2 separate regions of the Macaca mulatta genome follow, and region 2 is linked to region 1. The links are chromatin contacts, called in public Hi-C maps. All regions are on one chromosome and are shown on one strand. Each heading gives the region's core, a stretch centred on a gene start, on an enhancer-like site or on the middle of the called end of the contact. The rest is flanking DNA. Distances are from core to core; before and after follow the strand shown.

What was found. A called contact is a pair of places that touch in the nucleus more often than the background predicts.
Region 2: a contact with region 1 is called in a Hi-C map of CD4 T cells, with 4 times the contacts expected there. The contact joins the promoter of SLC39A3 here to the enhancer-like site in region 1. A contact is called at or near these places in 9 of 14 Hi-C or Micro-C datasets (CD4 T cells, blood, cortical neurons and 5 more).

Annotation. Positions count from the first base shown.
Region 1 is chr19:3,422,146-3,428,715 of T2T-MMU8v2.0, forward strand. All of the region lies in intron 1 of THOP1 (thimet oligopeptidase 1), which reads left to right. It also overlaps a transcript of GNG7 not described here. Among named protein-coding and RNA genes, the nearest start is that of DIRAS1, 65 kb to the right of the region's middle. Within about 2 kb of position 3,781, at least 11 of the 40 cell types and tissues checked have an H3K27ac peak or open chromatin away from gene starts, as enhancers often do. A contact at or near this core is called in CD4 T cells and blood, where this site is marked.
Region 2 is chr19:3,508,000-3,514,748 of T2T-MMU8v2.0, forward strand. SLC39A3 (solute carrier family 39 member 3) reads right to left here and starts at 2,011. Exons shown (of 3, transcript NM_001190948.1): 1 at 1,928-2,011. The region is part of intron 1 of THOP1 (thimet oligopeptidase 1); the gene reads left to right.

The DNA.
Region 1 (6,570 bases), core at 2,531-5,030:
AGCTGGGGTCCCCCTGGTTTACACCGTCTGCCCCATCACGAGTTTATCCTGATGTCTGGAGTAAGTAGGGATCAAAGTCTATTTTGTTCCAAATGATGAATGCAAGGTCTCCCCCCGTCAGCACTGTGGACATTGGGGCTGGATCATTCTCTGGGGTGGGGCTGTCCTGGGCACTGCGGGGTGCTGAGCAGCATCCCTGGCCTCCACCCACCCCGTGCTGGGGGCACCCCCCTTCTAGAGCTGTTCTGTTGCCTTGAATTTCTGCCCTCTGACCTCCCTTGTCCTCAACCTTGTGGGATCTTCGGATGGCGCCCTTGAGGCCCAGGGCCCGTGTCTCCTCACTCAGCCCTCCTGGCCACAGGTGACTCACAGTCCCCTTGGCACCACCTGGGCGCTGTCCCTGGCCTCGCCCATGGCTGACCTTGGCAGGCATCCCTAACAGAGGGGAGGGGACAGCTCTCGCCTGCCTCGGCGAGCCTAGGCTCTGGAAGATGTGCCGGGCGCCCTGGGCCCCCCACCGCCGGGTCTGGGACACAGATGCTCTCCCATTTCCAAACCTCCCATTCGGACCCTCACTGCGGCGGGGGCGGGGCCGTGTTTTTGAGACTCTGCACGCACGAGGGGGTGAGTTTGAGTGAGGCAGTCTCCATGGAGAGGAAGGTCTTTATTTAGGAAGCCAGGTGGGGGCGGGGCCGGGTGGGGAGGAGAGGGGGAGAGGAGAGATGAGCTTCTGCAGATTTCAAACCTGTCATTTCTTTTCTGATGCACACCCTCCCCTCCTGCTTCATGACAAGCTCTGCTCCCACCTTCCCCGGGTTCCCAGAGCGGCCTCCTAGGCACGATCTGAAACAGCTGGGGTCCCCCGCTCAACCCCCCAGGTGCTACGGACATGAGGGCCGGGTCACTCGCTGGGGCGGAGCCATCCTAGGTACTGCAGGGTGCTGGGCAGCGTCCCTGGCCTCCACCCACTCTATGCCAGGAGCACCCCCAGTCATGACAGCCACAAATGTCCCAGACATTGCCTGATGTCCCCTGGGGAACAGAAACATCCCCAGAAAGACTTCCTCAGTTAGGGGGTTCCACGGATCCCCAAGAGACTGTGTCCCATGATCCTCTGCCCTGCTGAGGTCCCAGGAGGCTGCACACATTGAAATCCACACCCTGAGTGGGGGGAGGGAGAGAGGCGGAGAATCCCAGGAGCTGGGGTCCTGTGGTTTATGCTGTCTGCCCCACTGGGAGCTTATTCTGGTGTCTGTTGTGAGCAGAGACGCAATTCAATTATTATTTTTGAAATCATGAATGCAAGGTCTTCCCCTCTGCACTGTGGGCATTGGGGCTGGACCATTCTCTGGGCTGGGGACGTCCTGGGCACTGCAGGGTGCTAAGCAGTATCCCTGGCCTCCACCCACTCCATGCCAGGAGCACCCCTGAGTTGTGACAACCACAGATGTCCCCAGACATTGCCCAGGGTCCCCTGGGAGGCAGAGGCAGGAGGATCGATTGAGCTCAGGAGTTCAAGACCAGCCTGGACCACATAGCAAGACCCCATCTTTATAAAACATTTTTAAAATGTAGCCAGGTGTGGTGGTGTGCACCTGTGATCCCAGTTACTCAGGAGGCTGAGATGGGAGGAATGCTGAGTCTGGGAGGTCGAGGCTACAGTGAGCTGAGATCACATCACTGCACTCCAGCCTGGGTGACAGAGCAAGACTCTGTCTCAGGGAAAAAAAAGAGACCCTGTCTCAAAAAAAAAGAGGGGGTTAAATAATCTGACTAGACACCTCTCAAATAAAGACACACAGGCAGCCAACAGGATTATGAAAAAATGCTGAAGATTATTCATCATCAGGGAAATGCAAATTAAAACCACAATGAGATACCTGTTAGAATGGCTATGATCCAAAAGATAAAAGATAAGAAACATTGGTAAAGATGGCCGGGTGCAGAGGCTCATGTCTGTAATCCCAGCACTTTGGGAGGATGAGGCAGGCGGATCACGGGGTCAGGAGTTCAAGACCAGCCTGGTCAACATGGCGAAACCCCGTCTCTACTAAAAATACAAAAACTAGCTAGACTTGGTGGCAGGCACCTGTAATCCCAGCTACTTGGAGGCTGAGGCAGGAGAATCGCTTGAGCCTGGGCGGCAGAGGTTGCAGTGAGCCAAGATTGTACCACTGCACTCCAGCCCGGGTGACAGAGTGAGACTCTGTCTCAAAAAAAAAAAAAAAAAAAAAGAAAAAAAGAAAAAGAAAAAGAAACATTGGTGAGGATGTGGAGAAAAGGGAGCCCTGTGTGCTGTTGGTGGGAATGTAAATGAGCACAGCCATTCTGGAGAACGGAATGGAAGTTCCTCAAAAAATTAAAGATAGAACCACCATATGATCCAGTAATCCCACTTCTGGGTATATATCCAAAGGAAATGAAATCAGAATCTGTCAGCCTCATTCACAATAGCCAAGATAGGAAACCAACCTACGTGTCCATCGTTGGATGAATGGATACAGAAAATGTGAGGCTGGGCGCGGTGGCTCACATGTGTCACCCCAGCACTTTGGGAGGCCGAGGTGGGTGGATCACGAGGTCAGGAGTTCAAGACCAGCCTGGTCAACATGGCGAAACCCTGTCTCTACTAAAAATATAAAAATTAGCCTGGCATGGTGGTGTACACCTGTAGTCCCAGCTACTCAGGAGGCTGAGGCAGAAGAATAGCTTTAACTCAGGAGGCGGAGGTTGCAGTGAGCCGAGATCATGTCATTGCACTCCAGCCCGGGTGACAGAGTGAGGCTCCATCAGAAAAAGAGAAAGAAAGATGAACTAGACTAGAGGTTGGCAAACTCTGGCCCATGGGTCAAACGCAGTCCACTGCTTACTTTTGTAAATAAAGTTTTATTGGCACACAACCGTGCATGTTCACTTACATATCATTCATAGCTGCTTCTGAGCTCCCACAGCACAGCTGGGAGGACTCGACAGAGAGCACATGGCCTGCAACGCCAAAAATTTATACGTTGGCCCTTTAGGAAGGGTTGATAATCCCTGTACTAGAGTTAGATCTCAGAGGACCTTGAATGCCAGAAACGAATAAGTCCTAATGATTTTTAGCAAAGAGTAATGCCGCACAACCAAATGTTTACAAATTTCATGTACTGGAATCCTCTGGGGGCGGGGCAGGGGAGAGGCCCGAAAACATGAAACAGTGTCAGATCAATTTTCAATGATTGTCTTCAGAATTAAAACTGGCCAGGCGTGGTGGCTCATGCCTGGAATCCCAGCACTTTGGGAGGCCCAGGCGGACAGATTTCTTGATCCCAGGAGTTCGAGACCGGCCAGGGCAACATGGTAAAACCCGGTCTCTACTAAAAATTAGCTGGGGCATGGTGGTGCACGCCTGTAGTCCCAGCTACTCGGGAGGCTGAAGCAGGAGGACGTCTTGAGGCCAGGAGCTTGAGGCTGCAGTGAGCTGAAATGGTGCCACTGCACTTCACCCTGGGTGACAAAGCGAGACCCTGTCTCAAAAAAAAAAATCTATCTAGATAAATAACATTTATCCTAAAAAGAGAAACAGTATAAAGGCACTCAGAGCTGAAACTGAAAGTCCTCCACCAGTCTCTAACTCCTGACTTCCGGGTTTCACGTCTTGCTTTATAGGACTTCCTGAATTCTAACCCCAATTCTCCTTTTCAAAAGTCTTTTGTTTCAGCCAGGCACAAGGGCCTGTGCCTGTAATCCCAGCTACCGGAGAGGCCAAAGCAGGAGGATCGTTTCCGGTCAGGAGCTGCAGACCAGCCTGGGCAACATAGTGAGACACCATCTTTTTAAAAAATTTTGTTTTTGTTTTGGAAAAATTTTTGATTTACAGAAAAGTTGCAAAGCTAGTACAGCGTTCCCAGACACCCCTCATTCAGCTTCCCCTCGTGTTAGTATCTTACATCCGGCGTCTGCAAATTTTTTCTGCAAAGGGACAAACAGTAAGTATTTTACGCTCTGCGAGCTAAAGGGTCGCTGTTGCATATTCCTCTTTGTTATTTGTTTTTTTACAATCCTTTTAAAATGGAAAAGGCTTTTTAGCCCTGAGCTTTATAAAAATAAGCCATAGGTCAGGCGGGCGCAGTGGCTCACGCCTGTAATCCCAGCACTTTGGGAGGCCGAGGAGGGCAGATCACGAGGTCAGGAGATCGAGACCATCCTGTCTAAATCCCGTCTCTACTAAAAATACAAAAAATTAGCCGGGCGCCTGTAGTCCCAACTACTCAGGAGGCTGAGGCAGGAGAATGGCATGAACCTGGGAGGCGGAGCTTGCAGTGAGCCTAGATCGCGCCACTGCACTCCAGCCTGGGCAACAGAGCAAGACTCCCTCTCAAAAAAAAAAACCAAGTATAAACAAAACGTGGTACATCCTCCAAAACCAAAATGTCAAAATGTACACCCGTGTTCACAGCAGCACGATTCACAGCACCCCAAAGGTGGAGACCACCCAAGTGGCCACCGAGAGATGAATGGATAAACACAATGTCGTCCATTCATGCAATGGAATATGATTCAGCCTGAAAAAGGAAAGAAATTTTGACACAGGCTAGAGCGTGGATGAACTTCGAGGGCATCGTGTCCAGTGAAATGAGCCAGATGCAAAAGGACATATCCTGTGTAACTCCATGCTTAGGAGGTCCCTAGAGAGTGAGCCACACCAAATGTAAACTGTAGCTGCTGGTCAATAACCATGTATCAATATTGGCTCATTAGTGTAACAAATGTAGCACATTAATGAGAGATGGTAGCAGTAGGGGGAAATGCGTACCTTTTAGGGGAGAGGAGATAGGTGGGAACTCTATGTCTTCTGCTCAATTCTTCTGTAAGCCCAAAACTGCTCTAAAAATAGTCTATTGAAAGGGGAACTTGAAAAGACAAATTGTGAGAGTTATATCACGAACCAAGCGTTCGGATTTTTTTTTTCTTTTTTTTGAGACGGAGTCTCACTCTGTCACTCAGGCTACGGTGCAGTGGCGCGATCTCCACTCACTGCAAGATCCGCCTCCCGGGTTCATGCCATTCTCCTGCCTCAGCCTCCCAAGTAGCTGGGACTACAGGCACCCACCACCACGCCCGGCTAATTTTTTTGTTGTATTTTCAGTAGAGATGGGGTTTCACCGTGTTAGTCAGGATGGTCTCGATCTTCTGACCTCGTGATCCACCCGCCTCGGCCTCCCAAAGTGCTGGGATTACAGGTGTGAGTCAACGCGCCCGGCCTGATTTTTTCTAAAAAAGTGAGACTCCATCTCAAAAAAAAAAAAAAAAAAGAGGAGGGGAGGGAAAGCGGGAGGGAAGGAAAGAGAGGGAGGGAGGGGGAGAGGGAGAAAGGGTGGGAGAGAGAGGAAAACAGAGTGAGAGAGAGGGACAGAGGAAAGGAACGGGAATGAGTGTGAGTGAAGGAGGGACGGAGGAAGGAAGGAAGGAAAGAAGGAAAGGAGGAAGGGAGGGGAAGGAGGGAGGGAGAAATGAGGGAAGGAAGAGGAAAGGAGGAGAGGCACCCACTTGAGACAACATGATCTCTAAGCACTGACATTTATGAGCGGATTCCTTCCACAAGCTGTTCTAAACAAGCCCCAGAGAGAAGCCTGGTCAGTCCTGGCCAAATGGATTTTCTGCTTTTCCCCGAGCCCCTGTGAGTATCGCCACCATGTAATACCATGAGGATCAAAATCTCCTGGCCACTTAAGCCTGGATTAACCCACAGCAGAGCCATCCTCCTTACCCAGGGGCCACGGCGGCCCCGTGAGAGGATCACACAGCAGTCCTAATGGAATCTGTCCCAATTAGCCTCTGTCAGATTACTCACAGAACCTGCCATCCATGGAAGGCAGATTAGCCTACGATGCATGTGCAAATCCCATTTGGCGAACGAAAGCATATTCTGGAGATGATTAGCTTATTTCTGCAAGATGGCATCAAGCAGGAGATAACACGTCTTCATCCCCCTGTTACACCCACAAGGCTCTGTGTAATTCTCCCTGAGCCTCATCCCCTTCCAATCCTGATTCCCTGTGGGAGAAACACAGTTCCTTCCACTGAAGGGTTGACGCTATGGGTAAGACCTTTTCATCCTCCTGCTCCAAAACCACATAGAAAGGAGAAACTGGAAGTATATTTTTCATCTGTTTACCATATTCATGCCCTCAAAAGTACAAGAGAACAAGCTAGAAAGTAGACGACGCCGGGCGTGGTGGCTCACGCCTGTGATCCCAGCACTTTGGGAGGCTGAGATGGGAGGATCGCTTGAGTCTAGGAGTTCTAGTCCAGCCTGGGAAACATAGTGAGACCCCCCACACCAACACCCCACCACCATCTGTACAAAAAATACAAAAATTAGCCAAAAATTAGGCATGCCCCTATAATCACAGCTACTCGGAAGGCTGAGGCAGGAGGATCGCTGGAGCCCAGGAGTTTGAGACTGTGGTAAGCCATGCTCACACCACCGCACTCCAGCCTGGGCAACAGAAGACGACCCTGTCTCAAATAAATAAATAAAAACACAGTGACTTTTGCTTGTTCTTTCTTGGGTCACGTGTTCTGGGG
Region 2 (6,749 bases), core at 761-3,260, 84 kb after region 1:
CTGGCCAACGTGGTGAAACCCCATCTCTACTGAAAATACAAAAATTAGCCGGGTGTGGTGGCTGACACCTGTAATCCCAGCTACTCGGGAGGCTGAAGCAAGAGAATCGCTTGAACCCAGGAGGCGGAGGTTGTAGCGAGCCAAGATGGCACCACTGCACTCCAGCCTGGGTGACAAGAGCAAAACTCCGTCTCAAAAAAATAAATAAATAAACAAACTAAATAAACTCTAAAATTCCACTCCTCAGTCTCCCTGGCCACATTTAAAGTGCTCAGTAGTCACACAAGCCTACTTGACTTCTGTGGTTACCGTATTTGACAGCAAAGGGAACACTCGTCGCTGCAGAATGTTCTATTGGATGGTGGTGGTTCATGGCTTCCCCATGCCCCAGAGTAAAGTCTAAACTCTGGACCCTGAGGCTGAGGCTCTGCACGACAAGCTCCTGCCTCACCTTGGCCCACACTGGTCCTTTCTGTGCCAAACTCGCTCATGCCTCAGGACCTCTGCATGGGTTCTTCTCTCTCCACCTGGAACATGCTCTCTTTCTCCTGACCTTCCAGCAATGCCTCCTCCTTCTCTCTTGCTTCACTGCATCCAGGACCCCTCAAAAGGGCCTCCCTCAGCCAAGTGTGGTGGCTCATGCCTGTAATCCCAGCACTTTGGGAGGCTGAGGTGGGCAGATCACCTGAGGTCGAGAGTTCAAGACCAGCCTGTCCAACACAGTGAAACACTGTCTCTACTAAAAATACAAAAATTAGCTGTGTGTGGTGGTGGGCACCTGTAATCCCAGCTACTTGGGAGGCTTAGGCAGGAGAATCACTTGAACCCAGGAGGTGGAGGTTGCAGTGAGCCAAGATCACGCCATTGCACTCCAGCCTGGGTGACAAAGTAAGACTCTCTCTCAAAAAAAAAAAAAAAAAAAATTAGTTGGGCATGCTGGTACGCGTCTGTAATCCCAGTTACTCGGGAGGCTGAGGCAGGAGAATCACTTCAACCCAGAAGGCAGAGGTTACAGTGAGCCGAGATCGCGCCATTGCACTCCAGCCCGGGCTGCAGAGTGAGACTCCGTCTCAAAAAAAAAAAAAAAAAAGAGGGGGGGCCTCCCTTTCTGACCATGGCTGACTCCCGCCCTAAACCATATCCCTGTACCCCCCGGAAGGCCTGGTGCAGAAGATACTAAAAACCCGCTGGCTGAACACACGGAGGAACGGAAGCCTGTGGGCACTGATAAGGGCCGCATTACCTGATGCAATGGCCCAAAATGGAGTCGGTTTCACCCTGGACCCCAAAATGTCACCATTCTTAGGAGGAATCTCAGCTCCTCCCCTGGTCCTTGAGTTTTCCCCAACTGGGATTTCTCCCCCACCATCAGCGCTAAGCGCCTCATGGCCCCGCCACCTCCCTGCATTCAGGTCTTCGGGTCACTGCTCAGACGTCTCCACTCACAGCCCTCCCCGCCCCCTTCCCTGGTGTTATTTTCTTTTATTTTGTGCTACAGAGGGAACTAGGAATTACATTATTTTAAGTCGATTAAAGTCGTCCCGCCCCCCTAGGCGGTGAGCTGGGCGGGACCAGGCTGTCTGTCTCGCTCTGGGCCAGCTGCACCCAGCGCAGAGCCACCCAGGCACACAGTAGGCGCCCAATAAAGACCTGTCCGGCATCTGGATGCCTCAGGCTGTACAGTGAAGGTGAGGGTGGCCTGCACGCTCTCAAACTGTAGACTGCTCGGGCCGGGATGCGGAGGGCGCGGGCTCATTCATTCAATCAGCACTTATTGAGCGCCTTCTGTGTGCCTCGCGCTGCCGGATACCGGAGTCGGGCCTCGGCTAACGTGCGGGTAGAATCCACCAGAACACCGGCCGCCCAGGGCCGCCCCGCCCCGCCGCCCCGCCCCGCCGCCCCGGGTCCTCTCTCAGCCCGCACCTACCTCCCGGGGAACCCTTGTCCCCCGACAGGCGCCGCTCCCCGCCCAACCGCCGCGCAGTCTCGACCCCACAGACGCGGCCTGGAGAGGCCCCGCTCAGCGCGGCTGGCCCACGCCCCGCCCACGCCCCTGCCCATTGGCCTCTCCGAGAGCCGCTGGCAGAACTTTCCATACTATTGGCTGCGGAACCTGCCACTCACATGCGACTCCACCTCTTCTACCGGCACAGGAAAGGGGTTTCCTCCCGCAGAGCGGCGGGCGCAGCCACCAAGCGGCCCCGACGGGAAACTCGGATCGGCGAGGAACGGTTCCGGCAGGATTGGGTTTCCAGAGCTGTCCAGGGGCATCTGGTGCTGAATCCCGCTTGGAAGGAGCTTGGAGGTGTGGACGGGAAGTGATTTCCAACGCAGGCGGCTCCTCTCTCAGTGTCCTCGCTGCTGATCCCCTTACGGACGGCTGAAGAAGCAGCTTCATCCTTTCAACAAATCTCTGTTGATAGGCAGGAGGAATAAGTCCAAGAGATCGACTGTACATCACGGTGGCTGCAGCTGGTAACGATGCATTGCATACTGCAAAATTGCTAAGAAAGTAGATGTTACATGTTCAAACCATGAAAAAATAAGTATACGAGGTAACGCATAAGTTAAAAACCAAATCTTGGCAGGGCACAGTGGCTCACATTTGTAACCCCAGCACTTTAAGAGACCGAGGCAGGAGGATCGCTTGAGTCCAGGAGTTCAAGGCCAGCCTGGGTAGCATAGTGAGACCCTATCTCTAAAAAAAAAAAAAAAAATTTTTTTTTTTTTTAGACAGAGTCTCGCTCTTGTCACTCAGGCTGGAGTGCAGTGGCACGATCTTGGCTCACTGCAACTTCCGACTCCCGTGTTCAAGCAATTCTCCTGCCTCATCCTCCCGAGTAGATGCAATTATAGTCGCATGCCACCACTCCAGCTCATTTTTGTGTTTTTAGTAGAGACGGTGTTTCACCATGTTGGCCAAACTGGTCTCGAACTCCTGACCTCAGGTGATCCTCTTGCTTTGCCTTCCCAAAGTGCTGGGATTACAGGCATGAGCCACTGCGCTTGGCCCAATGACTTGATTCTAACAAATAGAAAATGGCAAACGAATGGGATGTCATTCTGCGATTAGACTCTGAGAGACTGTGACTTCTATTTTGCTAGCAGAGCCTGTCTCTCACCTGCTCAGCCTACATGCCTTGACAAAGCAAGCTAAGATGCTGGAGAGATCCACAGGGCAAGGAACTGAGAGTGTCCTCCAGCCAACGGTCAGCAAGGCAATGAGACCCTCAGCACAACAGCCCATAAGGAACCAAATGCTGCCTGCAGCCATGAGTATTATCATGGAAGAGGGTCCTGCCCCAAGTGAGCTTTCGGTTGACTGCTTCACTTCAATTGCAACCTTTGAAAGACCCTAAAACAAAGCTGTACACAGTGGCTCATGCCTATAATCCCAGCACTTTGGAAGGCCGAGGTGGGCAAGTCACTTAAAGTCAGGAGTTTGAGACCAGCCTGGCCAAGATGGCGAAACCCCATCTCTACTAAAAATACCAAAATTAGCTGGGCATGGTGGCGGGCACCTGTAGTCCCAGCTCTTCAGGAGGCTGAGGCATCAGAATCATTGGGACCTGGGAGGCCGAGGTGACAGTGAGCTGAAATCATACCATTACACTCCAGCCTGGGCAACAAAAAAAAAGGAAGAGAGAAAGAGAGAGAGAGACAGAAAGAAAGAAAGAAAGAAAGAAAGAAAGAAAGAAAGAAAGAAAGAAAGAAAGAAAGAAAGAAAGAAAGAAAGAAAGAAAGAAAGAAAGAAAGAAAGAAAAGAAAGAAAGAAAGAAAGATTGAAAGAAAGAAAGAAAGAAAGAAAGATTGAAAGAAGGAAAGAAGAAGAAAAGAAAGAGAGACAAAGACCCTGAAAACAGAAGACCCATATGAACTGCACCTGAATTCCTCATCCAGAGAAACTGAGATAATAAATGCTGTTTCAAGCCACTTAGTTTTGTGTTTGTTTGCTTGTATTTTGAGAGAGGGTCCTGCCCCATCACCCAGGCTGGAGTGCAGTGGTGCAATCATAGCTCACTGTAGCCATGACCTCCTGGGCTCAAGCAGTCCTCCCACCTCAGCCTCCCGAGTACCTGGGAGCATGTGCCACCATGCCTAGCTAATTTTTTACCTAATGTCACACAAGCCAGTCTCAAATGCCTGGATTCAGGAAATCCTCCCACCTCAGCCTCCTAAAGTGCTGAGATTACAGGCATGAGCCACCATGCCTGGTGGCACTAAGTTTGGGGGAAAAATTGTCATATGGCAATAGATAACTAATACGCCTACATACTAGAAAAACTATAGGTCATACTAAGTTCTGTGAAGAAAGAAAGAGAGACTTCTCTGCAGGAATTAGCCAAGTCAAATATACTGAGAAGGCTGGGTACGGTGGCTCACACCTGTAATCCCAGCACTTTGGGAGTCTGAGGTGGGCAGATCACGAGGTCAGGAGATCGAGACCATCCTGGCTAATACAGTGAAATCCCGTCTCCACTAAAAAATACAAAAAAATTTGCCAGGCGTGCTGGCGGGCGCCTGTAGTCCCGGCTACTCGGGAGGCTGAGGCAGGAGAATTGCATGAACCCGGGAGGTGGAGCTTGCAGTGAGCCGAGATCATACCACTGCACTATAGCCTGGGTGACACAGCGAGACTCTATCTCAAAAAAAAAAAAAAAAAAAGAAGAAGGCCGGGCGCAGTGGCTCAAGCCTGTAATCCCAGCACTTTGGGAGGCCGAGACGGGCGGATCACAAGGTCAGGAGATCGAGACCATCCTGGCTGACACGGTGAAACCCCGTCTCTACTAAAAAATACAAAAAAACTAGCCGGGGGAGGTGGCAGGCGCCTGTAGTCCCAGCTACTCGGGAGGCTGAGGCAGGAGAATGGCATGAACCCGGGAGGCGGAGCTTGCAGTGAGCCAACATCACGCCACTGCACTCCAGCCTGGGCGGCAGAGCGAGACTCTGTCTCAAAAAAAAAAAAAAAAAAAAAAGAAAAAGAAAACTAGCAGGGCGTGGAGGTGGGCACCTGTAATCCCAGCTACTCGGGAGGCTGAGGTAGGAGAATTGCTTGAACTCGTGAGGTGGAGGTTGCAGTGAGCCAAGATCATGCCACTGCACTCCAGTCTGGGCAGCAGAGCTAGGCTCCATCTCAAAAAAAAAAAAAAGTACTGGGAAGTAGGGAGAGGAGAGAGGATAGTTGACAAACAGATGGAAAAGGGTTTGCTGCGTTTGAGGAGTTGGAAAGCCAGCCTGGCTAAACATCCATGAGCAGTGGGGAGATGGGAGATTAGGGACAGTCCCGTAGACCGTGCTGTGGAATTGGATGTTACCGTAAGTGCAGTGTGATTCATTGAAGGATGTTAAGTAGGTGAGGGTTGTCATCTAATTTTATGTCTTAAGATTATTTCGACTCGTGTGTAAAGAAAGCCTGAATTACAGAGAAGCAAGAATGGAAGCAGGGAGACTACTTCAGAGTCCTCTGGGCAAGAGTTGGGCTGGGTGCCTTGGCACACGCCTGTAATCCTAGCACATGGGGAAGCCAAGGAAGGAAGATCGCTTGAGCCCAGGAGTTCGAGACCAGCCTGGGCAACATAATGAGACCCTATATCTATTTCTAAGACTTGATGGTAGTTTAGCTGAGGGCATTGACAGGAGAAAGGACAGTGAGTGAGTTTGAGAAATGTTTTGGAGGGTGAATTGACAGGACTTGGCACTGGTTTGTCCGTGTGGGTTGCAGGAGAAGGAGGTGTTGGGGATGACTCCTGTTTTCAGCTTTGTGCCATCGGATGGATCCTGGTGCTCGCTAAAATAGGAAAGACCGGAGGAGGCACAGAGATTGAAGGCGTCAAAAGACAGAGTTCAGTTTTGCAGAGGCTATAAATGAGGCATCTACAAGTTCTTAGCATTTAATGCCATTTTCTGCCTGCGTGGAGCTGACATCATCTTGTGGAACACGCAGTTTGTGGTAGCTATTTTTATTATCAGATGCAGAGTGATCTGACTCTGTTTCTGTTTTCCATAACTCATGACAAGAAAAAGATGGCTTGGAACACGAGCACACCAGGTAGACGCCACAGGACAACTACTTCCTAAGGGGAATTCATAGCATGCGATATTTATTCATAATTGTTTGGAGAATCAGGCTGCTCAGAGAAGGAGCTACGTAAGCTTTGGGCTTTGATTCATTCAGCGTGTGTTTTTGAAAACCTCCTATGCACCAGAAGCTATGTAGGAGCAGGTGTCTTCAGAGTGCAATAGAAAAAAATACTAAACAATAAAATAAAATAAAAGTAGCACAGTGATGCATGCCTATCATCCCAGCACTCTGGGAGGCTGAGGTAGGAGGATCTCTTGAGCCCAGGAGTTGGGAGACAAGCCTGAGCAAGATGATGAGACCCTATCTCTCTCCAAAAAAAAAAAAAAAAAAAAAAAAATACTGACACATTTGACTGCATTGAATATTTCAAAAATCTTCCATAGTAAAAAAAACACCATGAATGGATTTAATAGACAAGAAACAGGCTGGGAGAAAAATGTTGATATTATATGAGACAGAGCCCTTGATAGAAAATAAACATCCTCAAATAAAAATGGGAAGGAAGATGAATGAGCAATTCACAGGAGAACCAATATAAGAGGTGAATAAATATAAGAAAAGAGTCTCAGTCCAGGAAGATAATCACCAAAATACAAAATAAAACAAGACGCCAGGCACGGTGGCTCATGCCTTATAATCCCAGCACTTTGGGAAGCTGAGGCAGGAG